2 separate regions of the Mus musculus genome follow, and region 1 is linked to region 2. A link is a contact called in public Hi-C data. All regions are on one chromosome and are shown on one strand. The core of a region is the stretch at or near the end of the contact, and the rest is flanking DNA. Distances in the headings are between cores, read along the strand shown.

Region 1 (6,569 bases), core at 1,828-4,327, 240 kb after region 2:
AACCCTTTTCTCCCCAAGATATTTTTGGTCATAGTATTTATCACAGCAGTAGAAACCAACCTGGAACAGCCTATCGGCAGGCTAAGGTTGAAGTTGTGCGCCACAGTGCCCAGCTCCCAGCAGGTTCTTTCTAGAAGTAAGGTTGGTGGTGCTTGCTAATAGTCATACCTGGTTGTCATAAGCCAGATGCAGGCCAGGCAGTTCCTAGCCTCCGACACAGCTCATTGTCAATTTGTATCTAGATGCAACTTTATTCACATGTATAAACAATGAGATGGAAGTGACATGAAGCCACAGACTACTATGAAGGTGCACGGTGCACATCTTGAAATGTCTCCTATCCCTTTCCTGTCATGTGCATGGGAGGAAACAGAGGAGAGGAAATGGCAACAGCTGGTTTACACGGATCACCTACATCAGCCAGCATTGCGACCCTCTTACAGAGGAGGAGCTGAGGCAGGCTCAAGGCACAAGGTCAGTGTCAAGGTCCCAGCACGGAGGAGGCTCACATACGCATCAGCACTGACAAATGTGAAGGACGTTCCTTTGTAAGCGATCAGTTCTGTTTTCCCGTGGCTGCTGAGGTCAGAGTCTTTCTAGGGGCCACTCAAAGCATCCCTCCGCCTCAGACAGGTGCAGGTGAAGTCAGACCATCGGTGGTGTGCAGACACGGAGCAACGCCCCAGGCCTGCTTTGACCTGGGAGATGCCTCTTGCCGAAGTCGGGATGCTCAAGAGGCGTAGTTTGGTTCAGGGGAAGGGATTTTCAAAACTTCCTTTATTTTGTTCTTTTGTACCTCACTGGTCAGGCTCTGGTAGAAGGTGTAGCTCCAGCACGTGGGTCAGGATGACAGGACTTGGGACAGGAAAGGATGGGCTGAAACCCCGAGGGTGCCGTGGCTCACACATGCTCCTGTCCTTCCTCAACTCCTGTCTTGTTGCCATGACAGAATGCCCAAGAAAACGCTAAAGAAGGAAGAGCCTTTGCTTTGGCTGGTGGTCTCAGGGCTTGCTGTCCTTGACGGCAGAGGAGGCAGGGCAACAGGAGCAGAAGGCGGCTGATCAAGTTGCATCCAGTCAGGAAGCAGAGATAACTGCTGGTGCTCAGCCTGCTCCCTCCTTATCCACTCTGGGACTCCAGCCATGGTATTATTGTTTGTATTTACAATGGGCTGCTACCATTTCAATTAGCCCTTACTGGATAATCCCCTATTCCTGGAGGTCTGTTTCCATGGTGATTCTAAATCCCATCAAGTTGACAGCTAAGATGAACTGCCACACTCCCTGACTTTCATGGGACTGGACAGGGAGGCTTCAGTAGCCTCTCCAGGTGGGGATAGACCAGGAATCATTCAAGATGCAGCAAAGTCAGGCCCACAGAGGATACTTTGGCCTCCCTGCCTGTCTTAGGTTAAGGCCCTGGAGGGGTCCAAATGACCGTAGGTTGCACACAGTGCATATGTATTCAGGGTCACCATAGACAAAGGGTTGACCAATATGGTAGCTCCAGGAGCTACAGGTGGTAGTGGGAGGGTTGAGGGGCAGCCCTGTATTCCTCAGCAAGGGTCCCCAGTTGAAGACATAGGGTAGCAGCTTCCCGGGGTTCAGGCATATTCCAGGTACATGATTCCTCCCCACATCATGGGTGAGGCCAGGTATCCTCAGACCTCCAAGTTCATGTTAGGGCAACAGCCAAGAACCGGGGATCCTGGGAGAGCAAGTAATTCCTAAAGACTCTCCTGAGCCTAAAACTGGGCCAGATACTGTTTACTTTTTCTGCACATCCCTGACTCCGAAAGAATTAAGCAATTAACCTGCACACCCATGTGTGGTGTGAATAGTGTGAGACTCTAACACTTTGGTGTTTGAATCTCTGGAACACCAGGAACTTAATTAGTTTGCTGCAACCAAGAGGCACAGATTTGGTGGTTTAAACAACAGGAAAGCCCAATTGATCGCCAGCCTGAGGCTGGAGACCTGGCCATGGCCAGGGCTGGCTGGTTCCTTCTGAGGACTGTGATGGCCAAGTGGCTGTCAGGCTTATGGAGGCATCTTGCCCATCCTCAGATGAAGTTCTTGCTGTGTGCATGTCCCTATGTCCAAATGTCCTTCTAAGACACCAGCCACTGGAGCCTGTCCTTCCTCCAGCATGGCCTCATTTTTTACTAATGACATCTGCAGTGGCCCAGTTTCCAAACAAGGTCACATCCTGATGTGCTGGGGGGTTAGGACTTCAGTGTAGCAATGGCACTCTGTGTGTGTGTGTGTGTGTGTGTGTCCAACCCATGTTAGTAACTGATTTTTTACTTAGATTTCTTGTCAAAATACCCCTGGCCATTTGAACAACTGTCATGGAGGGAATGTTGTTTACCACAAACCCCATCTCTACTCTCCATTTCCCATGACTGTGCCATACATATTATGGGCTGGGTACCATTGAAGGGTGAAGGAGGACATTAATGAACAGAGGTGAGAGTGCCACTCTCCTGCCACCCTCACAGAAACGCAACGGCAAGGAGCACCTTAGCCTTCCATGTGCCCTGCAGGCTCTACTCTGGCCTCCTGGGTCACTACTTCTAGCATGGCAGCAAAGCCTGTGAGGTGAGCACAGTCACCCCATTGGCACCGTGCAGAGGAGGAAAGCGAGGCAAGGTGGCAGCAACAGCCGGACAGTGTCTGACCTCAACTAGGTCAGTTCGCTGTAAGGCCTGTACTGCACAATGCAAACCCAGGGCAGCAGGAGAGAGGGGCAAGAAGGGAGAGGTGTGGGCATGGACACTACGGGTGTCTCTGACTAGGACACCAAACACATCGGGCCTACCCGTATGACCAGTTTAAACCTACTTTCCTTGGTAAAGGGCCTTGTCTCCAGTTTGTAGCAGGAGGGTCATAAATTAGTGCATCAGCACAACTCAGTCCTAAATAAACACTAGCTAGTGCCAGAATGTTTTAACCGCCCTAAAGAGAACCCTGGGCCCATTAAGCATTCACATGTCCATTCTCCTCCCCTGTGCCTGGCAGCTGGCTATCTGCTTTCTGTCTTTCGGGACCTGTCCAGTCTAGATGACTCACACAGAATCGTACAGTCATGTAATACATGCACTACATGGCCTTTTCTGTCTGCTATTGTTCACACAGCTCAAGGTTCACAGAGCCATCTGTTTTCCTCCATACTGGAGATTGAACCCAGGACTCTGGGTATACTAGAAAGCTAGGGCCATACTCTCTCAGTAGCCAGAGTCACAAATAACCAGGACCCTTGGGACTTTGCACCAGGTCAGACTGCTACTGTTGTGTGGCTGCTCCCATGTGCACCCCCCTGGCCAAGTAAGTACAGAGCACCTGAAGTGCCAGGAACTGCTAGGAATATTCCTCAGTCTGACTTGTCCATAAGGGAAATCTCAGTGTGGATACTGAACCCAGAGTTGTAGACGATACCCAGTAAGCTTGCTAAGTAACCAAGCAAATTGGGGTGGGGACAGAACCGTTCTCTCCACACAGACTTGCAAGAGGGCTTGAGGAGGCTAAGGTGCAAAAGTGCCTGGTTCTCTGGCAGGGAAACTCCAAGGATTCCCAAGCGCCCAGGCAGAGCAGCCACAGGCCCTTGCCACCAGGCCAGACCATGTTTCTGAGCTTGTGAATGGTGATGCTGCCATCTGCTGGCGAATCGGAAACTTGCAAGAAAAGCAGCCAAGGCAGAAGAGCACCAGCTAGCTCGCAGTCAGAGACACCATCAAGCTGAAAGAACGCATGCTGGACCAGACATTTACACAGGCATTCAGAACGCTGGTACCGACAGCAATTTTTGGTTCATTTTTCATAGTTTATTTTTTTCAGCATCACTTACACATCATAAAACTTACATATGGCAAGTACACAACTAGTGATTTTTTAAAAAAATAAACTTATTTTGCAGTGATGGCAAAGGGAGTTATATGGTGGACCCTAAGAGTCTCACCCCTGGCACACATGTCCTTCTATAGAGGTTTTGACAGGGAACTATGTCAGTGACAATTTATGACAGAATAAGGTCACTCGGAAAGATGTGACTAAATACACATCTGAGGAAAGTATTTGTGAGGAGCTAAACCCACTAAGAAAACAGTGCTACCTTGTTGGGGTGCTGATACAATACAGCGCAGGGCAGGGGGTCTCACCAAGCCCTAGCTATTGGACTTCTTTAACCTTCTCTGTATGTGTACGGCTGAGTGTTGTGCCTGTGGAGGCCAGAGGAGGGCGTTAGATACCTTGGAGCTAGAGTTAAAGGTGGTTTTGAACATCCCAATGCAGAGCTGAACTGAACTGGGGTCATATAACTCCAGAGAGTTCTGAGAGGTCCAGGAAAAGGGGTCATGGTCTAATAGACGTGTAGTTAGTAGTCCCGGGATATAGGGAGTAGACGAAGAAGAAGGGGAGAGATCCAGGGCCTGGACTCTGGGACATTTAATGTTCAGATGTAGACTGGAATCAGCAAGGATGAATTCTGAGTCTGAGCCAGTCACTGGAGAAAGGAATAGACCTAGAGAGAAAGGGGGCAATACTTACGCTCAGAGTTGCCCAAATTGGGGATTAAGAATCTGTGGATGCAATAGAGAGGTCACTGAAGAAAAACATTTGAGTGAAGTCCTGGGACTAAGCTCTGAATGATGGGCTCGAAGGAAAAATCAGAGGCTCCATCTAGGGGGCCATATTCCAGTGAAAAAGCCTCACAAAGCACCCACTGGCCAAGTAAGTACTGAGTGTCTGCCAGAGCCTTCGTGGAACATTCCCCAGGATTACACCCCTGCAAGGAGACCAAAGGCCTGCACAGTGGCTTTCTGCATTCTATAGCAATGACACCGGGGGAAGTGAGCAGGGGAGGGGGCTGCAGTTGAACTGGGCAGTCACCAGGTGTAGACATGGGAGCGGGAGTTGGAGGAAAGTTCCTGTTTGCTTCTGTGTTCTCAGAACCACAGCAAGACCACAGGTGGGGTGAGGGGAGAGTTGCGAGAGCCCAAGGAGCTGGAAGAGAGTGGCATGAAGGGCAGCACATGGTGGCTGTGAGAGGGGTGAGGGCTCAGTGGAAGTGTGGTCTGGAGACCGAAGGGCCACTTGTTACCAGCCGGGTACACAGAGGGCAGAGATGGATTGTCCATCAGTGTGATGGATGACCTGGTGGGGGAGTTGTGATACTCAGACTATGGGATGTAGCCTAGCTAACAGTAACAGATGTTAGGATGAGGTGAGGGACCAAGGGCAGATATGACCCATGAAGGTGAGGAGCTACTGGAACGAGAAACAGTTGAGCCAGTGGGAGATGGGAGAAGTGGGAAGGGGCTAACATCCACTGGCAACCATCACATCCCAAGTTCAATCCAGGCACCGGTTATTCAAGGTACCCACACTTTGGCACACCCTTGGACGGGATGTTCAACCCTCATGAAGGTCTGGTTTTGCCTGCTGTGCCAGCCTTGGGGGATGGACTATGGTGTACTGAGTGGCTAGGAAACTGGGAGGGGAACCTGATGTCACTCAGTCGACAGTTCTCTGGTCCTGGCGGTTGTGTGGAATCCTCCTGTCCTTGGCAGGTTCTCTCATCAGGTACTCTGCTTTTCTGAGCTAGAGTTGCTGGAGGTTGTTCTCAAATATTCCCATAGGTAATCTACAGTGTGCTACAAGGTAGCCATTCTCATGTTTGCTTAGACATTCTAGAGACAGTACTATGGACATCATAGGAGCCCCCAGGCCTGAGGGACTGAGCAAACTCAGCCAGGGAGCTCTATAAGGGCAGAAGGTGACCGGGACTTCCCAGTGGGTGCTAGACTACTTCAGGCCTGTAAGGGCTCATCTTATTCTCAGCCAGCCAGTCTAGAGAAAATCCTGGGTGGCCAAGAAGTTGGCTAAGGCCTACCCAGAAGTGGCTGCCAGGTCAGGCTGTTCAGAAGACTCCGAGGCCTCCACTGCAGGCTGGTAACATGACTGGACTCCAGGCTTACAGCCAGGTCAGTGACACATTTCATTTTTGGGTGGTGCTGAGGCTCAAACCCAGGTTCTTCTGCATTGATATGTGATTTTATAGTATTAAGGTCTTAAGATTAATAATGCTTAGAAACTGAGCATGGTGGCACATGCTTTTAATCCCAGCACTCGATAGGCAGACACAGGTGGATCTCTGTGAGTTCAAGGTCAGCCTGGTTTCCTTAGACAGTTCAAGGCTAGCTAGGGCTACATGATGAGACCCTGAAAAAAAAAAAGTATAATATTGGAAAAATTTACAAAATATAAAACATTATATGAAAAAGCTAGCTCATTTATTCAAATTAAATTATACGTTTAATATACAAATAGAATCTGTATAAATATTTTAAAATATAAGATACTAAAATCTTCTATCATATAAAAATGTAAATCTATCTATATTTTGTGTATACATATGTCATAACAGGACAAATGTACAGTAGCTGACGTTAGGTGCGCTGTTGCACTGATGTGAATCAGCTGTCCTCACCCTAGACTGCTTCTCTGAGTTGTTGACTGCTGCGTAGCAGCCCTATGCGGTTGGCCGACCTCCCTGGGACCAGCAGGGGCGAG
Region 2 (7,216 bases), core at 4,552-7,051:
TTATATTATTTGTGACTATTGAGAAGGGTGTTGTTTCCCTAATTTCTTTCTCAGCCTGTTTATTCTTTGTGTAGAGAAAGGCCATTGACTTGTTTAATTTTATATCCCGCTACTTCACCAAACCTGTTTATCAGGTTTAGGAGTTCTCTGGTGGAATTTTTAGTGTTACACACACACACACACACACACACACACACACACACACACACACACATATATATATATATATATATTATCATATCATCTGCAAAAAGTGATATTTTGACTTCTTCCTTTCCAATTTGTATCCCCTTGATCTCCTTTTGTTGTCGAATTGCTCTGGCTAGGACTTCAAGTACAATGATGAATAGGTAGGGAGAAAGTGGGCAGCCTTGTCTAGTACCTGATTTTAGTGGGATTGGGAAAGCACCCTTCTTAAAAGCTCTTTTGCTATCAGCCGCAAGCATACACCATCAGTGTTGAAATGGCTGAAAACTGGCTTTAGACACTGGATCTTCAGTGGCCCAAGAAAAGTGGAAAGATTGTTGCAAAACGGCATGCAGTCAATAATGGCATATTGATACAAACTCACATACAGCTATAGGAAGGGTTAGCTGAGATCGTTTCTGGAAAGCTCTGGAAATGCTCTGTTTAAGCAATGTCTCCTATATGGGGTCAAGGTAAGAGGGAGGTTTGCCAAGTTTCAAACTCTGCACCATCAATGGCACTGGCATAGCCATAGAAATTCTGCAATCACAGCCCCTAACTGGTTATAAATGTGGGGCGGGGGAGAGTGGGGAGGAGTGGAGGAGGAGGAGGAATTAGGGGGAGGAAAATGGCGGAGGAGGAAGATTGGAGAATGTGAAGATTGGGAAGGAGGAAGAATGGGGAAGAGAAAGAAGGATTAGAAAAAAGAAGGGGAGGAGGAGGAAGAGTGGGGAGGGAGAGTGGGGAGGGAGAGTGGGGAGGGAGAGTGGGGAGGGAGAGTAGGGAGGGAGAGGAAGATTCTCTTAGATTTGGGGTTTCATTTTGTGACGCTGAAAATAAAACCCAGGCTTCCTAAATAAGCCCTGTGCCCTTAGATGTTTGGACAGTGGAGGGAGCTGAGAGAGAGGAGTGTTAACATATAATGGGCACTTTTGTTCAAGAATCTAAATCCAGAAGAGTTGCTTTCTTGGAGATAAGTAAAGGCATTTTGAAACACGCACCCATTTTTAGCTCTGGAGTCTAACTTGGGGTCACACTTGGGTGGGTACATGAACAGGCTGACACATCCCTGCCTTGCACCGTCCCTGCAGACTCTAAGCTCTGTGGCTCAGCAGGACTAATCTCTACAGGAGAGAACTTTACTGCAGTCGCTGTGGAGTTGTACTGCCTCATGCTTGAGGTAGACATAAGTCCTAACCCATACCCCAATACCTGCTGGTACCCCAAACTCTCACCTGTCTACAGAGTCTGCAGAATAAGGATTCCTAGAGAGATGTGACAAAGGCGATTGATTGTTCTTATCTAAGACAGTTTCACTGAGTGTGAGGAAGGCAAGATTCTTGGGAAAAAAAACAAAACAAAACAGAAAACAACAAAAAAACAAAAAAAAACCAGACATAGTCTGGCCACGCACATGCACACACACACGCGCACGCGCACTCGAGAGCACACACACACACACACACACACACACACACACACACACACAGTTATAGTTTCCACCCCCCACTCCCCACCGCAAGAAGGAACAGCTGAATAGTCGACTGCAGGGTTGGCCAAGGACCTCTCCAAAACGTTCTAGACATGTTTCCCTGAAGCAGACTCGCACTTGTGGGGGCAGGGCAGGACTTGGCCTTTCGAGGACATCACGGTACCGTCTGCATATCTTCTACTCTCTTAGTGTCATTACAGAGGGAAGAAGTCCATTGGAGGTTTTTTTTGGGGGGGGGGGGTTGGTTTTTTCAAGACAGGGTTCTCTGTGTAGCCCTGGCTGTCCTGGAACTCACTCAGTAGACCAGGCTGTCCTCGAACTCAGAAATCTGCCTGCCTCTGCCTCCCGGATGCTGGGATTAAACACATGTGCCACCAACACCAAGCTGGAGTTTATTTTAAATTTTGGTCAGAGAGTCTGAAGAACTGGATCAGCTCATGGAACCCCAGGAAAGCTAGTACCAGGGGTACACCGAAAGCCCCCATCTAGTATTATTTTGAGATATTTCTTGGGAGTTGATAAAGACCTACAATTTCAGCTATTTTCTGTTCCCCCACCCATAGGTGTTGCCCCATCAAATATATATATTGCTGACACATTGCCACACCCACACAAACCCCAAATCTTCCCTTATAATTATTCAGGGCTATTGGGAACTGTTAATGGTGACAAACATCCCTTAGTTCTCCTCAAAGCAGAACCAGATGCTATACAAAAGACTTTGGAGCTCAGGAGCTCCCCCTCCAGAAAACTTCCCAAAGGCCACCGAGGTCACAGATAGCCGCATCTCTTGCTGCCTGCCCAGGAAACAATTAAAGCAGTGTGCCACCCTGGCAGACCTGAGACTTCATAGTCACAATGGGAAACATGTTTGTGACACAGTGCCCACTGTGGCCGAGAGGTGGGAGGAGTGCAATCTCCATGAAAAGACTTAGTGGAGAAGATTCCAAGAGCCCGGGTCTGCAGTGTAGACTGGAGGACAATACAGACAAGGTGAAGTGTTGCTTGAGATGCCTCTCTGAAGGAATAGATGGGGCTGGGAGAGCAGAGTAGAGAGGAGAGAGAGATTCACAGACATCCTTACCTTTTTATTCTGCCATATTACAAATCATGTGTGAGCAGCTCTTGGGAAAGTGAATCTAGAAGCCATAGAATGGCTGGGTGGTGTCTTAGGATTTCTATTGCTGTGAAGTGACACCATGTCCAAGGCAACTTTTATAAAGGAAAGCATCTCATTGGAGCTGGCTTACATTCAGAAGTTTAGTCCGTTATCATCACAAGAAGCATGGTGGCATACAGGCAGACAGGATGCCGGAGATTTAGCTCAGAGTTTACATTTGGATTGGCAGGCAGCAGGAAGACAGAGAGGCACTGGGCATTTGAAACCTCAAAGTTCACCCCCAGTGACATACTTTCTCCAACAAAGTCACACCTACTACAGCAAGGCCACACCTCCTAAAAGTGACAATCTCTAGTGATTAAGCATTCAAATTTATGAGCCCATGGAGGCCATTCCTATTCAAACCACCATAGATGGGTGAGGAGATGGATGGATAGATGCAAAGATGGATGGCTGATGGGTGGATGGGTGGGTGGGTAGATGGATGAATAGATAAGTAGATTCATGGGTAGATAGATGGATAGATGGATGGGTGGGTTGGTGGATAGATGGATGGATGGGTAGTTTGAATAGGTGAGTTTTATTGGATGGATAAATGTGTAAGTGGATGGAGGGATGGATAGCAGGGTTAGCAGAATGGATAGACCACCAGACAGCTGGAAGGGTAGATTTATAGGAGAGTGGGTGGACAGATAGGTCAACAGGTAGATGGGAGGTGTGTGTGTGTGTGTGTGTGTGTGTGTGTGTGTGTGTGTAGATAAGACAGTGAGTGAAAGCAAGGTCTGTGTGTGTGTGTAGATAAGACAGTGAGTGAAAGCAAGGTGTGTGTGTATGTGTGAACACACATGTGGATTGGTAGATGGGCGAAGGGGTAGATAAAAGGGTAGGTGGGTGGTTGGAGAGCAAACAGGAGGAAAGGTAGATGTGTGGGTAAAAGGAACACACTTTCCCCATGTTCCCTGTTTTATCACAGCACCCACTTTCAATATTCACAAGTCAATATTCAAGGGTCTCGCATTTTCAAAATTGCTGTCAAGCACTGGTGTAGTAAAGGTTCCTTCTTATTGCTGTGAGGAAACATCATGGCCAAAGCAAGTTGGGGAGGAAATCGCTTATTTGTCTTATACTTCCACATCACTGTTCATCACTAAAGAAATCAGGACGGGAACTCAAATACAGCAGGAATCTGGAGGCAGGAGCAGAGGCAGAAGCCATGGAGGGGTGCTGTTTCATGGCTTGCTCAGCCTGCATTCACATAGAATCCAGGACCATCCGACCAGGGACAGTGCCACCCACAATGGGCTGAGTCCTCCCCCATCAATCACTAACTGAGAAAGTGCTCTCCAGGCTTGCCTACAGACTGGTCTCATGAAGGCATTTTTCTTGATTGAAAGTCCCTCCTCTCAGATGACTTCAGCCTGTGTCAAGTTGACACAAAACTACCCAGCACAAGCACTAAATACACTAAACCTGGCCCTCCTAGACCCACTACTGGGAGAAGTAGTTGCTAGAAGGAAATTCTGGTACATGCTACCATCCAGACAAGCCTTGAGAACAGCCTGCTGAGCAAAAGAAAGATAAAGTTACACAAAGCAAAGGTTACACAAAGAAAGGAATACTAGGGCCTGGGTTGGGGGTAGAAGGTAGTGTTTCCTAGAGGTAAATTTTCAGTTGGCAATATGGTGGTGGTGGGGGGGAACGACTGCCCAGCAATGTGGATGTGCTTCATCCATGGACAAGTATGCTGAAATTGCTGAAGCAGGTAGCTTTCATGGTGCACACATGGCGTGTGTGTGTGTGTGTGTATGTGTGTGTGTGTGTGTGTGTGTGTGTGTTCACAATAACAACAGAAGCAAAAAGGCAGTGTTTTCTAATACTCTGCAGATACTTATATCGCTCCACCCTCAGGAGTCATCCATCCTAAGCAAGTACGTTGACCTAATTAGCTTTGGCTGTTTTCCTGACATCAACTTAGAGTCACCTGGGGAACAGGAGCCTCAGTTAAGAATTACCTCCATCAGCCTGGCCTGTAAGCAAGTCTGTTGGACATTTTCTTTACTGATCAATGTGGGAGGACCCAGCCCATGATGGGCAATGCTAACAGTGGGCTGGTATTGTGTAAGAAAGCAAGCTGACCAAGCCCTGAAGAGCAAGCAAGTAAGCAGCATTCTTCCATGGCTTCTGTTGCCTTTCCTCCCTCCAGGCTCCTGCTTGAGCTCCTGCCCTGACTTCCCTCACTGATGGATGGTGACTTGGAAGTGCTAAGATGAACTGAACCTTTCACTCCCTGCGCCCCATCCCCAACCCCCAGATTGTTCTTGGCTGTGGTGTCTATCACAGCAGCAGGAAAACTACTGAGAGCAAACCAGTCTGAGAACTGGTGAGGGGAGATGCTTCCTTTACACAAAGAATCATCAGTTTTGTTTTCTTTTCTTTTCTTTTGTTTTGTTTTGTTTTGTTTTGTTTTGTTTTGTTTGTAGCCACTAGAAAGGAAATCCATAGGACTGGGGTGTAGAAAGGAGGAAGAGGGAGAGAAAAGGGAGGAGGAGGAGGAGGAGGAGAAGGAGGGGAGGGGAGAGGAAGAGGGAGAGGAGGAGGGAGAGAGGGGAAGGAGAGAGAGAGATGGGAAGACAGAGAGAGAATTTCTTTTAAAAGAACTGAGTAGAATGGAGAGATAGCCCAGTGGTTAAGAGCACTGGCTCTTCTTCCAGACCTAAGTTTGGTTCCCTGCACTCAGATAGTAGTTTACCACCATCAGTAACTCCAGTTCCAGCGGATCCAGTACACACGGACTATATGTGCAGATGATTAATAAACTCATAAAAAGAGACTGGGCCACTGGAAAAAGATCAAACTATAACTGCAAGTGTCCGAGTAGAGGGGAATAAACAGTAGCTTTTCAAACATTCCTGAAATTCTCCCTCCCGTGAATGTGTTCCTAGGACTGTGGTCAGAGTTACGCAAGCATTTGAAGAGGAGAAGAGCCTGCTTCTCTGAGCAAAGACATTGTGAAATCAAATTGGTGCCAAGGGAGTGTAGTTTGTGTGGGCACTGGCTGCAACCAGAAGGCTTCCTGGAATATGGGCCTGGGAATCATGAGAGGGCCGTAAAGTGGGAGGGACATGGGTGTGGTCGGGAGAATGAGCAGGTCATGAGGAGTGGAGATGGTCTACCTAGGACTAGCAAAACTTTCTGCTTTAAAAATACTTCATTTAACTGGGGAGGTGGTGGTGAACTCCTTTGATCCCAGAACTCTGGAGGCAGAGGCAGGCAGATTTCTGTGAGTTTGAGGTCATTCTGATCTACAGCAAGAGTTCCAAGAGAGTCAGGGCTACATGGAGAAACTCTATCTCAAAAAAGAAAAAAGAAAAAAATATGTGTATATGTGTGTATATATATATGTATGTGTGTGTATACATATATATATGTGTGTGTGTGTGTGTATGTATATATATGTATATATATATATATATATGTGTGTATATATATATATATATATATGTATATATATATATATATATATTCTTGACCATATTTACCCCAGGTCTCCAACTTTGAATGTTATAAGTCTCTGAATCAAATACTACCCACTGCAAAATGAAGCTTCTCTGACCCAAGGTTAGGAGCAGTGCAAATCTACAGATAAAAAATATGGATGCTTATAAGGCTATTCAACACTATGATCATTTAGCAAAACATCCACAGTCGTTCTCTACCTGCTGGGGCTGATGACCTTTCCAGCTAGGGAGTTTTAGTCAGCTTTATTGTATCAGGCATGGATTCCCTCCTGTGAAGCAGGCCTCAAATCCAGCTCAGAAAGTGTTTGGCTACCTCCACAACAGTTAAGACACTATTGTACCAGTGGGCACATCTTGCCTGGCAGGTCAATATTATGTCATACAGGGGTCAGTTATGGGGAAGACCGCTGATAGTGTTTCTTCTGCAGCAGCCTATATAGCACCTTCCAGCACCAGAAAAGCAAGTCAGTGGGGGCTGGGGGTGAGAGAGACTGATTTCTCTATGTCCTGCAATCAAGGTATCTTCAGCAATCAGGTCTTGCCATCTGGTTCTGGTGGACAGCCAGGAGTAATGGCAATCACCTATGTGGAGAATAGAGGAACACCCTCAAATGAACACCCTCAAACAAACTCAATAATAAACCTTTTGGGCTTATTCAAACCATATGAAGACACCTGGACCTCCTTATTCAGTAACTCACAAAGACATAACCAGTGCCTGACACGGAGATTGCCATTTGATAACCTACATCTTGTTTTGCCCATGCCAGGATAACTCTTTTAAAGCTACATTTTAAATTAGTTCATAAACTAGTGGGTTTCCATAAGGCTTCTTCATAAACCTTAGTTTTGGTTAAGCTATCCCCTCCCTTCTTTCCCCCATACATTTTCTAAGACTAA

The links. Hi-C and Micro-C count contacts between places; a contact is called where the count stands out from the background.
Region 1: a Hi-C map of adipose-derived mesenchymal stem cells shows a contact between it and region 2, with 2.4 times the contacts expected there. The contact joins two enhancer-like sites. A contact is called at or near these places in 3 of 484 Hi-C or Micro-C datasets (adipose-derived mesenchymal stem cells, cerebral cortex and myocytes).

What each region holds. Positions count from the first base shown.
Region 1 is chr5:38,193,979-38,200,547 of GRCm38.p6, forward strand. It overlaps Zbtb49 (zinc finger and BTB domain containing 49), which reads right to left. Exons shown (of 8, transcript NM_029162.3): 8 at 6,066-6,569. Among named protein-coding and RNA genes, the nearest start is that of Zbtb49, 23 kb to the right of the region's middle. Within about 2 kb of position 3,078, at least 23 of the 459 cell types and tissues checked have an H3K27ac peak or open chromatin away from gene starts, as enhancers often do. A contact at or near this core is called in adipose-derived mesenchymal stem cells, where this site is marked.
Region 2 is chr5:37,954,645-37,961,860 of GRCm38.p6, forward strand. No RefSeq gene overlaps it. Among named protein-coding and RNA genes, the nearest start is that of Gm40289, 14 kb to the right of the region's middle. Within about 2 kb of position 5,802, at least 17 of the 459 cell types and tissues checked have an H3K27ac peak or open chromatin away from gene starts, as enhancers often do. A contact at or near this core is called in adipose-derived mesenchymal stem cells, where this site is marked.